3 separate regions of the Mus musculus genome follow, and regions 1 and 2 are each linked to region 3. A link is a contact called in public HiChIP or PLAC-seq and Micro-C data. All regions are on one chromosome and are shown on one strand. Each heading gives the region's core, a stretch centred on a gene start, on an enhancer-like site or on the middle of the called end of the contact. The rest is flanking DNA. Distances are from core to core; before and after follow the strand shown. Region 1 overlaps Cd96 (CD96 antigen). Region 2 has its middle 29 kb from the start of Phldb2. Region 3 overlaps Plcxd2 (phosphatidylinositol-specific phospholipase C, X domain containing 2).

The links. A called contact is a pair of places that touch in the nucleus more often than the background predicts. HiChIP or PLAC-seq counts read pairs in DNA pulled down with a chosen protein or histone mark.
Region 1: a Micro-C map of the HL-1 cell line shows a contact between it and region 3, with 5 times the contacts expected there. The contact joins two enhancer-like sites. A contact is called at or near these places in 1 of 39 promoter capture datasets (liver), 12 of 484 Hi-C or Micro-C datasets (the HL-1 cell line, the P5424 cell line, double positive thymocytes and 5 more), 1 of 115 datasets of contacts at active chromatin or transcription factors (CD8 T cells) and 1 of 9 other capture datasets (liver).
Region 2: a contact with region 3 is called in a KLF4 HiChIP or PLAC-seq map of embryonic fibroblasts, with 10 read pairs. The contact joins two enhancer-like sites. A contact is called at or near these places in 16 of 39 promoter capture datasets (the 3T3-L1 cell line, 3T3-L1-derived adipocytes, cranial neural crest and 9 more), 1 of 15 datasets of contacts at CTCF or cohesin (the NIH/3T3 cell line), 19 of 484 Hi-C or Micro-C datasets (the AML12 cell line, the C2C12 cell line, the HL-1 cell line and 11 more), 6 of 115 datasets of contacts at active chromatin or transcription factors (embryonic fibroblasts, extraembryonic endoderm stem cells, kidney and 3 more) and 3 of 9 other capture datasets (adipose tissue, liver and pancreatic islet).

What each region holds. Positions count from the first base shown.
Region 1 is chr16:46,092,714-46,096,427 of GRCm38.p6, forward strand. It overlaps Cd96 (CD96 antigen), which reads right to left. Exons shown (of 15, transcript NM_032465.2): 5 at 2,027-2,082. Among named protein-coding and RNA genes, the nearest start is that of Cd96, 26 kb to the right of the region's middle. Within about 2 kb of position 2,343, at least 76 of the 459 cell types and tissues checked have an H3K27ac peak or open chromatin away from gene starts, as enhancers often do. A contact at or near this core is called in the HL-1 cell line and embryonic fibroblasts, where this site is marked.
Region 2 is chr16:45,871,568-45,875,275 of GRCm38.p6, forward strand. It overlaps a transcript of Phldb2 not described here. Among named protein-coding and RNA genes, the nearest start is that of Phldb2, 29 kb to the left of the region's middle. Within about 2 kb of position 2,009, at least 33 of the 459 cell types and tissues checked have an H3K27ac peak or open chromatin away from gene starts, as enhancers often do. A contact at or near this core is called in the C2C12 cell line, embryonic fibroblasts and pancreatic cancer cells, where this site is marked.
Region 3 is chr16:45,967,578-45,970,885 of GRCm38.p6, forward strand. The region is part of intron 3 of Plcxd2 (phosphatidylinositol-specific phospholipase C, X domain containing 2); the gene reads right to left. Gm15638 (predicted gene 15638) reads left to right here. Exons shown (of 3, transcript NR_152226.1): 3 at 1,060-3,308. Among named protein-coding and RNA genes, the nearest start is that of Gm15638, 24 kb to the left of the region's middle. Within about 2 kb of position 1,309, at least 73 of the 459 cell types and tissues checked have an H3K27ac peak or open chromatin away from gene starts, as enhancers often do. A contact at or near this core is called in the C2C12 cell line, the HL-1 cell line, embryonic fibroblasts and 1 more, where this site is marked.

The DNA of each region.
Region 1 (3,714 bases), core at 1,093-3,592, 130 kb after region 3:
AACTAATTTTCCTAATGATCTTATCAAATATTTACTATCCCAAGGTTTCAGAGGCTCACAGTGGTTAACTATTTGCTGTGGATAGATAACCAGTAACAGTTGGATTGTACTTCAGTATGCATGTTATAGGATCAAGGCACTACTTCTTCTCATTGTCCCATCCTCCCTGGATGTATGCTTCAATGCATTCCAGCTCAGCCTCTTGTTAGTTACTCAGCCAAGCATTCTGGGCTTCAGGCTTTAATTTCCCATCTATAAAATAACAGATGCTCTATTTTGGAGCCTGGCTGAAAGCAAAACAAGAGCATATTAAAATGCTTGGAATAGTTAGTGAGTTATTAAAGATATAGCACCAGAACTCTATTAGAGTAAGGGTTTAGTAATATTTGGCAAGATTTTCAAGCATCTCAAGACCTGCCATGGTTACATGAAGCTGGAGAGAGATAAATATTCACTGATTTCTCAGGGAATCATGCCTGGCCCCTTCTTTCCCCAGCCAACTTGCATGGGTACTGAAGGGGAAATTTTACGACTTGTGAAATGCAAGGCGGAGCATTCCTTTTTAAATTTTCAGCTGGGATTCTTGGACCTGATTTTATTGTTTCATATCTGCTCTGATGTCATCTTACTCAGAATCACTGGCTCCAAGCATCTGCAAGAGGTTCTAAGAAGAAGCAAAAACATCTATTGATATCTGTATTGTTGGGTTATTTGTTTTATTGAAGCCACTAAAATGAGTGAAGCCCATTGATAAACTTAGGACTTAATTGGAACAGAACTTAAATGATTAAATCTGTCCTTATTATGTTAAACATTATAATACCAATTAATAGACACAGATACTTGGATAATATATGTTATGGTCATTCAGGGTCAACACACAGAATTTGAGTTATGGTTTATACGAAGCTATGGAACTACATTACTGATATCCAGAAGAACAAAAATCATAATATTCTCAGGGTGAAAAGCAGGTAAAATATATTTTTTTCATACCACGTAACAGAAAATACATGAGAATGTTTATTTTACTTTGGGTTTTGAAAAGCTTAGGTGAAGTCACAAGACAGCAAATTAAAACAGGCAATAGTGTTGTGGGTCATGGTGGTGCATGCCTTTAATCCCAGCACTTGGGATTCAGAGGCAGTGTGAGGTTTACAAAACAAGTTCCAGGATAGCACAAGCTACACAAAGAAAATGTGTATTAAAAAACCTAACCAAAACAAAACAAAAAACAAAAAAACAAAAAACCAAAAAACCAAAAGCAAACAAAAAAACCAAAACCACACTCCCCCCAGAATAGCATTGCTAACAGCAGCAATATTTATTGACCATTTTCCTTCATGCCACATACTCCTTTAAGAATTACTCAGACATTGATTTCATTATTGACCACAACAAGCAGATATTATTATTTGGTATGTCATATAAATGGAGAACTGACTACAGAGAAATGAAGTAATGTGTTCGGATGCAGTGACTAGAGGCCAAGAGCTACTCTGAAGGGGCAAACTCAGAGCATCGTGTTCTGCTTCTCCCTTTCTCCCGCCCTTTCTCTTATTGCCAGGGAAATAGGCAGGTTTGGGAGGAGGACGGGAGGGCCCCATTCCTCTTCTCAAGGCAATGGGAAGGAGAACTCGGGAGAATAACAAATTAAAAGTCAACTTCCACCAGGACTCACACTGGTTTTTGTCCCACTTTCCCTCAGTTTTTAATCTCAGAGACATTTAAACAATTGAACCCCCTTTCTACACACACACACACACACACACACACACACACACACACACACACACACACCAGGAAAGTAAGACCTAAGGCCTCAGCCCACGCCTTCTGAGAGCAGTAAGTCAAAGCCAGGATTTCTCTGCAGTTTCCAGTCACCTCAGCTTGCCTTCACAGCAGCAGTTAAGTGGCTAAGGGCCAAGGAATAAGGTCTTTTGAGGGAATGTTCCTGGCAGCCAGGCAATCTGACACAGCTTGGCATGTAATAGTATGGGTATTCAAAGAATTCGCTGTGACTCACCTCTCCTAAGACATCCATGGTGCTGTTTTCCACAGTCATGAGGATTTCTGGTTTAGCTTAAAAGCAAATAAGGCACAGTTAGTGTCACTGAAGTCTATACTATGTGTGTGTGTGTGTGTGTGTGTGTGTGTGTGTGTGTGTGTGTGTGTGTAAGCATTCCATGGTACACAAAAATACATACAAATTTAGTGTTTTCATGGATGGGAAGAGTAGTTATAATTGCCTTTTCAAAAGTCTGAGAAGGGGCAGCTAGAATAGAGGAAAGAAATCCACTGGGAGAAAGGGATGTGTGTGCAGGAAGGAAATGTTTCACTTCTAGAACCCTGAGGGAATCAGAGAAACACTTGATTGCTGTTTGGCTTGCTTGGCACTAACACGTATCAGGAGATGGTTTTGTTGCCATGCTACAAATTGCAAGTTCCTGGAAGTCTTCATCACCAGAGCTTTGCGCATGGACACTGAAGACTGAAGCACCTCCGAGCTTGTTCTTGTTACAGCAGCAGACCCAGCCTTCTATGAACCTCTTGAAAGACTGTTGCCATTCTTTGTCCCAGGTGGTTTACCTGCCTGCCTGCTCAGCAGTGACTTCTGGTTGCCGAAAGCTGCTGCTGGGCCTATTTATGATCCCTTGCCTCTGGATTCATTGAGAATATGAGGAGGGAAGGAAGAAGGAGATAATGTAACAGACGGGAAGTCAGGGGGAAAATATCCTGGCTTCATTGCCCTGCATTTGAGACCTCAAATAGGATTAATAAAATATGTGTGTGTGTTTGTGTGTGTGTGTGTGTGTGTGTGAGAGAGAGAGAGAGAGAGAGAGAGAGAGAGAGAGAGAGATTGCTCATAAGGACCATGGTGATCAGAGGATCACTTTTGGGAGTTTGAATCTCTTTCCACCTTGCATTCTGGCAATCAAACTCAGGCCAGAACTCTGGGTTTGTGTGTAAGTGTTTTTTACCCAGTGAACCACCTCACCAGCCCCTGATATGTGTTCTGTGCCATAGTTCAGAGCTCTCTGCAAGACTGATCTTCAGGCTGGAAGAAGTAACTGGTATGATTATGCACATACATTATCCTCCTTCCCCTCTTGGGCTCAGGTTTCTCCCCTGTGCTGTGTCTCTAGGGTGACTTTGCAAATCATTATTAGGACTATTTCTAGTGTCCACATGTAATTTAATTGGAGTTAACTTTTCTTACACCATGTCCTGATCATATTTTCCCTTCCCCAACCCCTCAGATCCTACCCACCTAACTCCACAGCCTTTTATTCTCTTCCTTTAGAAAACAGTCAGATGAACAAAACAAATAACCAAAACTAAAAAAAACAAAAGAAAACAAAACAAAACAAAAACAATAACACACAGGCACAGCCACAAAAGCAGAAAATCAGAAACTGAAATATACAAACAAAAGACCAGTAAGACTCCCCCAAAAATGCCCAAATCAAACTAATATGAGAAAAGAAGTCTTCAAAGATACCAACCCTTGAGTTTGTTTTGTGCTGTCCAGCTACTGCTGGGCTTGGGGTCCTGCCCTTAATTGTGGATAATACAGCCAGTGAGAGTTCACTGGGAAAAACCAATTTTTCCTTTGCAAACAGATTCCAGTTGCAGATATCTTCTTGGGAATTATCTAGGAGTAGGAGCCCCTCTCTACTCCTTCACTTCTGCACCGGGATCCCATCACACATA
Region 2 (3,708 bases), core at 759-3,258, 95 kb before region 3:
GTTGCTGGCTCCTTTGAAGCACTGTACACACGAAATCCCCTTGTGGTCAGGGCAAGGTGGCTGAGAGCACCTCTTCATGGGGTGGGTCTTTAGCAGGGCCTGCTTTTCGGGTACTTAAGCTGCGCCAAACTTTGTTAGCTTTTAAGTAATGGAGGTGGCGTTTTTATCTCCCTCTGCCAGACTTCCGTGTTTATCTCCTCATTGTTTCCAAGCATGTTTGGGTAAAGGATGCTTTTTGTGTTCCAGTCCCTTCAAACCCTGTGACAGGTACTAGGTCATTTCAATCTTATCATCTGATTATGTTTATGCCCTGAGCCTCAGGAACTGAAAATTCAGGCAAGGCCTCGTATCCTCTTCCACCTTATGAGAAAACTGGGACTTCCGGAGTTAAAACTCATCTAAGGATGTATAGCCCACAACCATCGAACAAGGGAGAAATTTGGGCCTGTCTCACCGACTCCCATTCAGATAGCTCTGGGTTTTATAAAAAGCTTCACATCACTTAAAAAGCATTTCTTTTGACAACGTTCATCAACAGCTTTAACACGATCTTTAGGTTAGCTTTAAGTGCACACTCCAAACTGTTGTTTATTCTCACTTAAAATTAAACGATCATCAAAACAGTTTGTAATAGCCTTTGAAATCACACATACACACACATACATGCACGCACGCACACACACACACATACACACACACACACACACACACACACACACACACACACACACACACACAACCAATCAGCCAACCAACCAACCAAAAACAACCGGTACATATATGGTCAAATTAGTATATCCTTAGCCAAATTTCAGCTATATAAATGTAAAGAGTGAATTTATATAACATTTATTTCAACTTTCAGTTTTATTTTTGAGATGAGATTTCTCTACATGTATATATTTGGTGGTGTGGTGGTGGTGAGGTGTGTGTGTTTGTATGTATGTGAGTGGTATATGTATTGGAGCCCATTAGTGTGTGTCTCTGTATGTATGCATGTGTGTATATGCATGTGTGTGTATACATGAATGTGTGTGTGTGTGTGTGTGTGTGTGTGCGTGTGTTCCACAGGCCTGGGGTTGACATCAGGCATCTTCTTCAACTGTGCTTCACTTTCTTTACTAGGGCAGAGTTTATTACTAAGTTTCAAGTTCATCAATTGATCTAGTCAAACTGGACAGTTTGGCCCTAGAAATCTTACATCTTTATCTCCTGTACACTGGGATCACAGGAAGGCCACCATGGCTGCCTGCCCTCACTCTTAAACAGCAAACAATTTATTTACCAAGCTACACCCTCCCCAGATTCATAGAGTAACATTTAATTCTGAAAAATATAATTAAAGAATAGCAGAAAGGATTCATCTTTGTGATATCCTTTGCTTTGGATCATCCATTCAATATTAACCAAACACTGACATACGTCTTTTACTCATGGTTCCTTTAAAATCATGTAGGTTCTAATCAATTGCTCACTTGAGTTCGCAGATTAGTACCACAATACATTGGTGCCAACAGTCCAAGGTGCCACGGGTGTGCTTGCAGAGTGACTAGACCAGGTGAAGAAGGAAGAGGAGGGGCACCTATAAACCCATGCATCATATGTTGGCTGCCTTAAAGTATTAAGTTTAGTCCTTGGAAACATTCAGACTGTGTTTCTTTCCTGACCATACTAATAAGATAAAAGGGATTATATTGCTTTACATTAGTTCTGAACAAATAAGTAGATATCTATTGATCTTTAAACACATGTGTTAGCATCGTTCTTCCCAAAGCTTCCAGTTTTGAATGGAAGCCTCCAAATGCTATAATAATGAGTTCTCTTTGCCAATGTGTGGACTTGAGCTTGTACCAGGTAAAGGGATTAATGATGAAGGGTAGTTCCCAACCACCAGCTAAGTCTTGTCTGGGTGCCGTCCTATAATTAGAAATTACAGATATGCAGCCTGCTTTGCTCCCAGGGGGTAGGCTGCTTGCTGGAATAGAGAGACATAGAACCCTGTGCCAAGAGGGCTCCGGTTCAGCTGATGAAATCGCTTCCACTCTATTACCACATGGCCACACCTCTAGGCAGAAATGCCGAAGGAATGTGGAATGGCAGAGTTCTTGCATTCCTACCTTGGCATGGGACACACTTATGACATTTCTACTGGTCTTCAAGGGTTTCCCCTTTGTCCCACTAATGCTATTATGCTCTTGTTGTTACTATATATATACATATACATACATACATACCTCCCTTTGCAGAACTCTCAGTTCTTGTGGGGAAATGTTGGGTGCAATTTCTTCTTAAGTTGTCAAAATTCCTTAGTTTTTAAAGCAAAAGAGGGAAATGGCATAAGTACTTAAGTTCACTTATGTGCCTTCACAAACCACTTTTGAAACACAAATGGAGATTTTTTTTTATGAGGGAACTTAACCTAAAACATCTTGGGCTTAATCTTTTCACTTCCAGCAAAGATCATAATGAAGGAATTATATCCGAGTGTACACTTTTATGCTTTATTTAAAAGACTTATTTGGTAAGACCATCAAATACTTAATTTTATGATATAGTAATATAAATAATAATAAACATGCAGAAAAAAAGAGATAGATGATTGAAATTAAAGATAGCCCAAGTTTCATCCCAAATAATTATTTTAAAAATTAAGTCTCCATACCGCAGAGGAGCTGAGTGTACTCTAGTCTTCCTTTCCTTTCCTAGTATCTCAGAGGCTAACGATCTCAGTGAGTCCAGAACGAGAAGACCAAGTGAACAGTAGGATGTCGCACTTAGGACTGACAGAATAGGAAGTTTATTTATTCTACATGTCTCTTCGGTGGAGAATGCCTGTTGCTCTGTTTCTCTATCCCATGCATGAACCATCTGCTTCTCTGCTCTATTCTTTTTTTTTCTGTTTTTTTTATTACGTATTTTCCTCAATTACATTTCCAATGCTATCCCAAAAGTTCCCCCCTCACCCCCCTCCCCTGCCCACCCATTCCCATTTTTTTGTCCCTGGTGTTCCCCTGTACTGGGGCATATAAAGTTTGCAAGTCCAATGGGCCTCTCTTTCCAGTGATGGCCGACTAGGCCATCTTTTGATACATATGCAGCTAGAGACAAGAGCTCCGGAGTACTGGTTAGTTCATAATGTTGCACCTACAGGGTTGCAGATCTCTTTAGCTCCTTGGATACTTTCTCTAGCTCCTCCATTGGAGGCCCTGTGATCCATCCAATAGTTGACTGTGAGCATCCACTTCTGTGTTTGCTAGGCCCCTGGGCATATATCCAGAAGATGTCCCAACGGGTAAGAAGGACACATGCTCCACTATGTTCATAGCAGCCTTATTTGAAATAGCCAGAAGCTGGAAAGAACACAGATGCCCCTCAACAGAGGAATGGATACAAAAAAATGTGGTACATTTACACAATGGAGTACTACTCAGCTATTAAAAAGAATGAATTTGTGAAATTCCTAGGCAAATGGTTGGACCTGGAGGGCATCATCCTGAGTGAGGTAACACAATCACAAAAGAACTCAAATGATATGTACTCACTGATAAGTGGATATTAGCCCAGAAACTTAGTATAGTGAGATATAAGGTACAATTTGCAAAACATGAAACTGAAGAAGAATGAAGACCAAAGTTGTCCCTTCTTAGAATTGGAAACAATCACCCATGGAAGGAGTTACAGAGACAAAGTTTGGAGCTGAGACAAAAG
Region 3 (3,308 bases), core at 59-2,558:
GCCAAAATTTCCCATCCGTCCCACGTGAAAGACACAGTAGTAGTGAGCTTGTAACATTTAGGATTCAAAGGATCCCTGGCCAGAACCTATGTTTGGAGATCCTGCGCCACCTGCTGGTCATTCTGGGGGAATGATACTTGCCAGGTAGAGGCAGCCCCGACCCTTTGCAGACTATAAATCCATACTTTCCAGATTAAGTGGTGAAGAAAAGCTCATCTCAGAGACCTCAAGGACATGTGCAGGGACACCCGATTGTCCAGAGGACTGTGTTAGCTCACTTACTCTGTCATAACAGCATATACACTGTTGACTTCAAAGAACTGGAGTTATTTTCCCCTGTTCTAGAGGCTACAAGTCAAGGTTGAGATGCTATTGGGCTGGGTTTTTTCTGAAGCCCTTATTCTCTATTGCAGGAGATTTCCTCCTCCTCATGCCCTCCCCTCAGCAACCTATGTGTCATTTTCTCTGTATGCACACACATATTCCTGTAGTCTCTTGCCTTTTGCGTGCTTTTGGAGATCTTATTACATTTTCAAAGATGACCTTGACTGTCCCCTCCTCTGCATGGATGCTGGGATTGCAGGCTTACACTGTCTTGCTTCTCTTCTATTGTCTCTGGGTTTAAGTTTCCTTTGGACTTCAATGTGAGTAGATTAGAACCCACCGTAATAGCCTTTTAACTTAATTCTCTCTTTAAAATGCAATGTCTCTAAATGTACTCACCTTAACTTGAGGGAGGGGCTCAGTACATAGCTCTGGGTGGCCTTGAACTCGCAAAGATCTGTCTGCCTCTGCCACTGGAGTGCTAGGTCTAAAGGTATGCACCACTAAACCTGGTTGAATTATTATTTTAATATTATTATTTTAAAACTGGTTAATTTGAAGAGAGGGGACATAATTCAATGACATTAGTAGGGACCCTACAGGTTTCAACTCCAGGCCTCCTGACTGCATTCTGACTCACTGCGAGCCTTTTGGATCAGGTGTTTTCCAGTCTGAGGAAAGCTACAACAGAAATCCAGGCTGAATTGTCTATATATGTTTGTGGCTTTCTTCCAGGGTGATGAACCAACGTGAACAAGAGACTCTCATGTTCCAAGTGGATCTGAAAGTTGGGAATTAGCTTCCTACCAAGGAAACTACCTGGTCCCCAGTAGGAAGACACACTGGATCTTCCCTGGCTTTGAGCTGTTGATCAGTGCTCGGAATCAGCTATGTAGCATCCCTGTTCAGTTAGCCAGTACAGACAGCCTTCAGGGCGCTGGTGCTCAGGGGGAGAGCCCACGATTATTCAGTTGTGAAATGACAGTCATGTGATTTGCTGGCACTTGGGAACAGACTCCTAACCACAGCCACGTTCCTGCTCCACTGATGTGTAGGCACAGGAATGTAGGATCACACTCCTAATATTCCCATGACCAGAAACAGTGAGGATGCCAAGAGAGCTACTCATTTGAGGGACACATTCTCACTACCAGCTGGGAGACATTGCCTTTGCGCTCATCTTCTTGACCATTAAACAGAGAGGCATCATTCATTGGCAGCAAGACTAAGAAAGCAGGACATGAGACTAGTGAGAGTGTGGATTACCAGCTGTAACTAGTGTGAACTGACTAGATCCAGGGACTACTAACTCAATCACGGGGGCCTAGAAACACTAGGAAATTAAGCTTAGACATTCTTTCTGCTCACAGCAGTGCCCAGCACTACACAGACGGAAGCCCGGCAGACCTGACAGGCTCTTGGCTCTCACAGGGGCTGTAATCTTAGTTGTAATCTGTGATGCTGGATCATTTAGCTTCCCTGAATACTGTCGTATATTAGGACCCACAAGGGGCCTTACATGGCATGCCCCTTCTCCACGTCAAAACACTGGCCCGGATTTAAGAATCAAATAAAAGCATTTGCAAAAGGGTGCCTTTTATTCAGAATAAAGGACCTATCCTTCGTGTGAAATAGCCTCTTTGGCGGCCCACACAGACTTGCAGTGGACTGGTCTTCACTCAGGTATAGAAATGTTCATGTTAGATTTTGCTAAAAGACTATGGGGCAAAGGCTACAGGAGTCCTCTGTGTCTCTCCATCTGCCTCTTCCCAGGTACTCTTTCTGTTTTTCTGAACATACAGAAAACTTCACTTTTACTGAATGAGTAAGTAACATTAAGCTACAAAGAATGAAGAAAATGGAATAGGAACTTGAACATATATTTTTAAAAAAACGCATAATTCTAGGTCCTTTTAAGAGATATCACACTGAATTAAGGTTGATTGTTTGATTTGATTTGATTTCATTTGGTTCGCTTGTTAGCTCACACTTAGAATCCCAACACTCTTGAAGACTGAGTCAGGAGGACTGCAAGCAGTCAGTTTGAGGCCAGCCTGGGCTACAGACAGGGTTTCACTCTACCATACCCTTGTTCCCAAAGAGTGTTAGCATCTAGCCTAGTCATAGCTTCTCCTGGCTTTGAACTCACAATCCCTTGCCTCAGCCTTCCAACTGCTGGGGATTGCAGGTGTGCAGCACCATGGCCAGCTGAACACAGTTAATTTCGTTAAGACTTTGAAGGGCTGCGTGGAAATGAGCCCATCTTCAGTCCATGGTTGACATTATCAGGAGTTCTCAGCACAAAGCAAGAACACTGTTCTTGCTTGCCTTTAAAACACCTGACTAAGCACATGGCTATTATATGAAACCATGTTTCTCAAACTCAGAACCAAATGAGTGTGACTAGGCATGTGACTGGGCATGTAACTGACTAGACATGTGACAGACTGGTCATGTGACTGGGCATGTGACTGTCGTGTGACTGGGCATGTGACTGTCATGTGACTGGGCATGTGACTGACTGGGCATGTGGATGACTGACTGGGCATGTAACTGACTGGTCATGTGACTGTCATGTAAATGGTCATGTGACTGACGGACTGGGCATATGACTGGGCATGTAACTGGACATGTGATGTGACTAAACACACCTTTCATTATTCAAATTCTAGTCACTACCTAGAACTCAAGAACTAAACAGATACTTGTAAATATCTTTTTTAAAAAACCTAAATACATGTCTCTTCAACTTGTTTTACAAAGGATAGCCTACTGAAAAGTGAATTTATAATATCCCTCTACATACATATTTGTCATATACATATATACACATATACATTATACACATACATGTACAAATATGTATACACATACACACTTATACACATAAACAATCTACATATATACCCAAATGTTCATATACATGTAATATGCTTTCTTGCCATCCTCTATCCATCATTCACTGGTGCCCAGGACGAAGAATA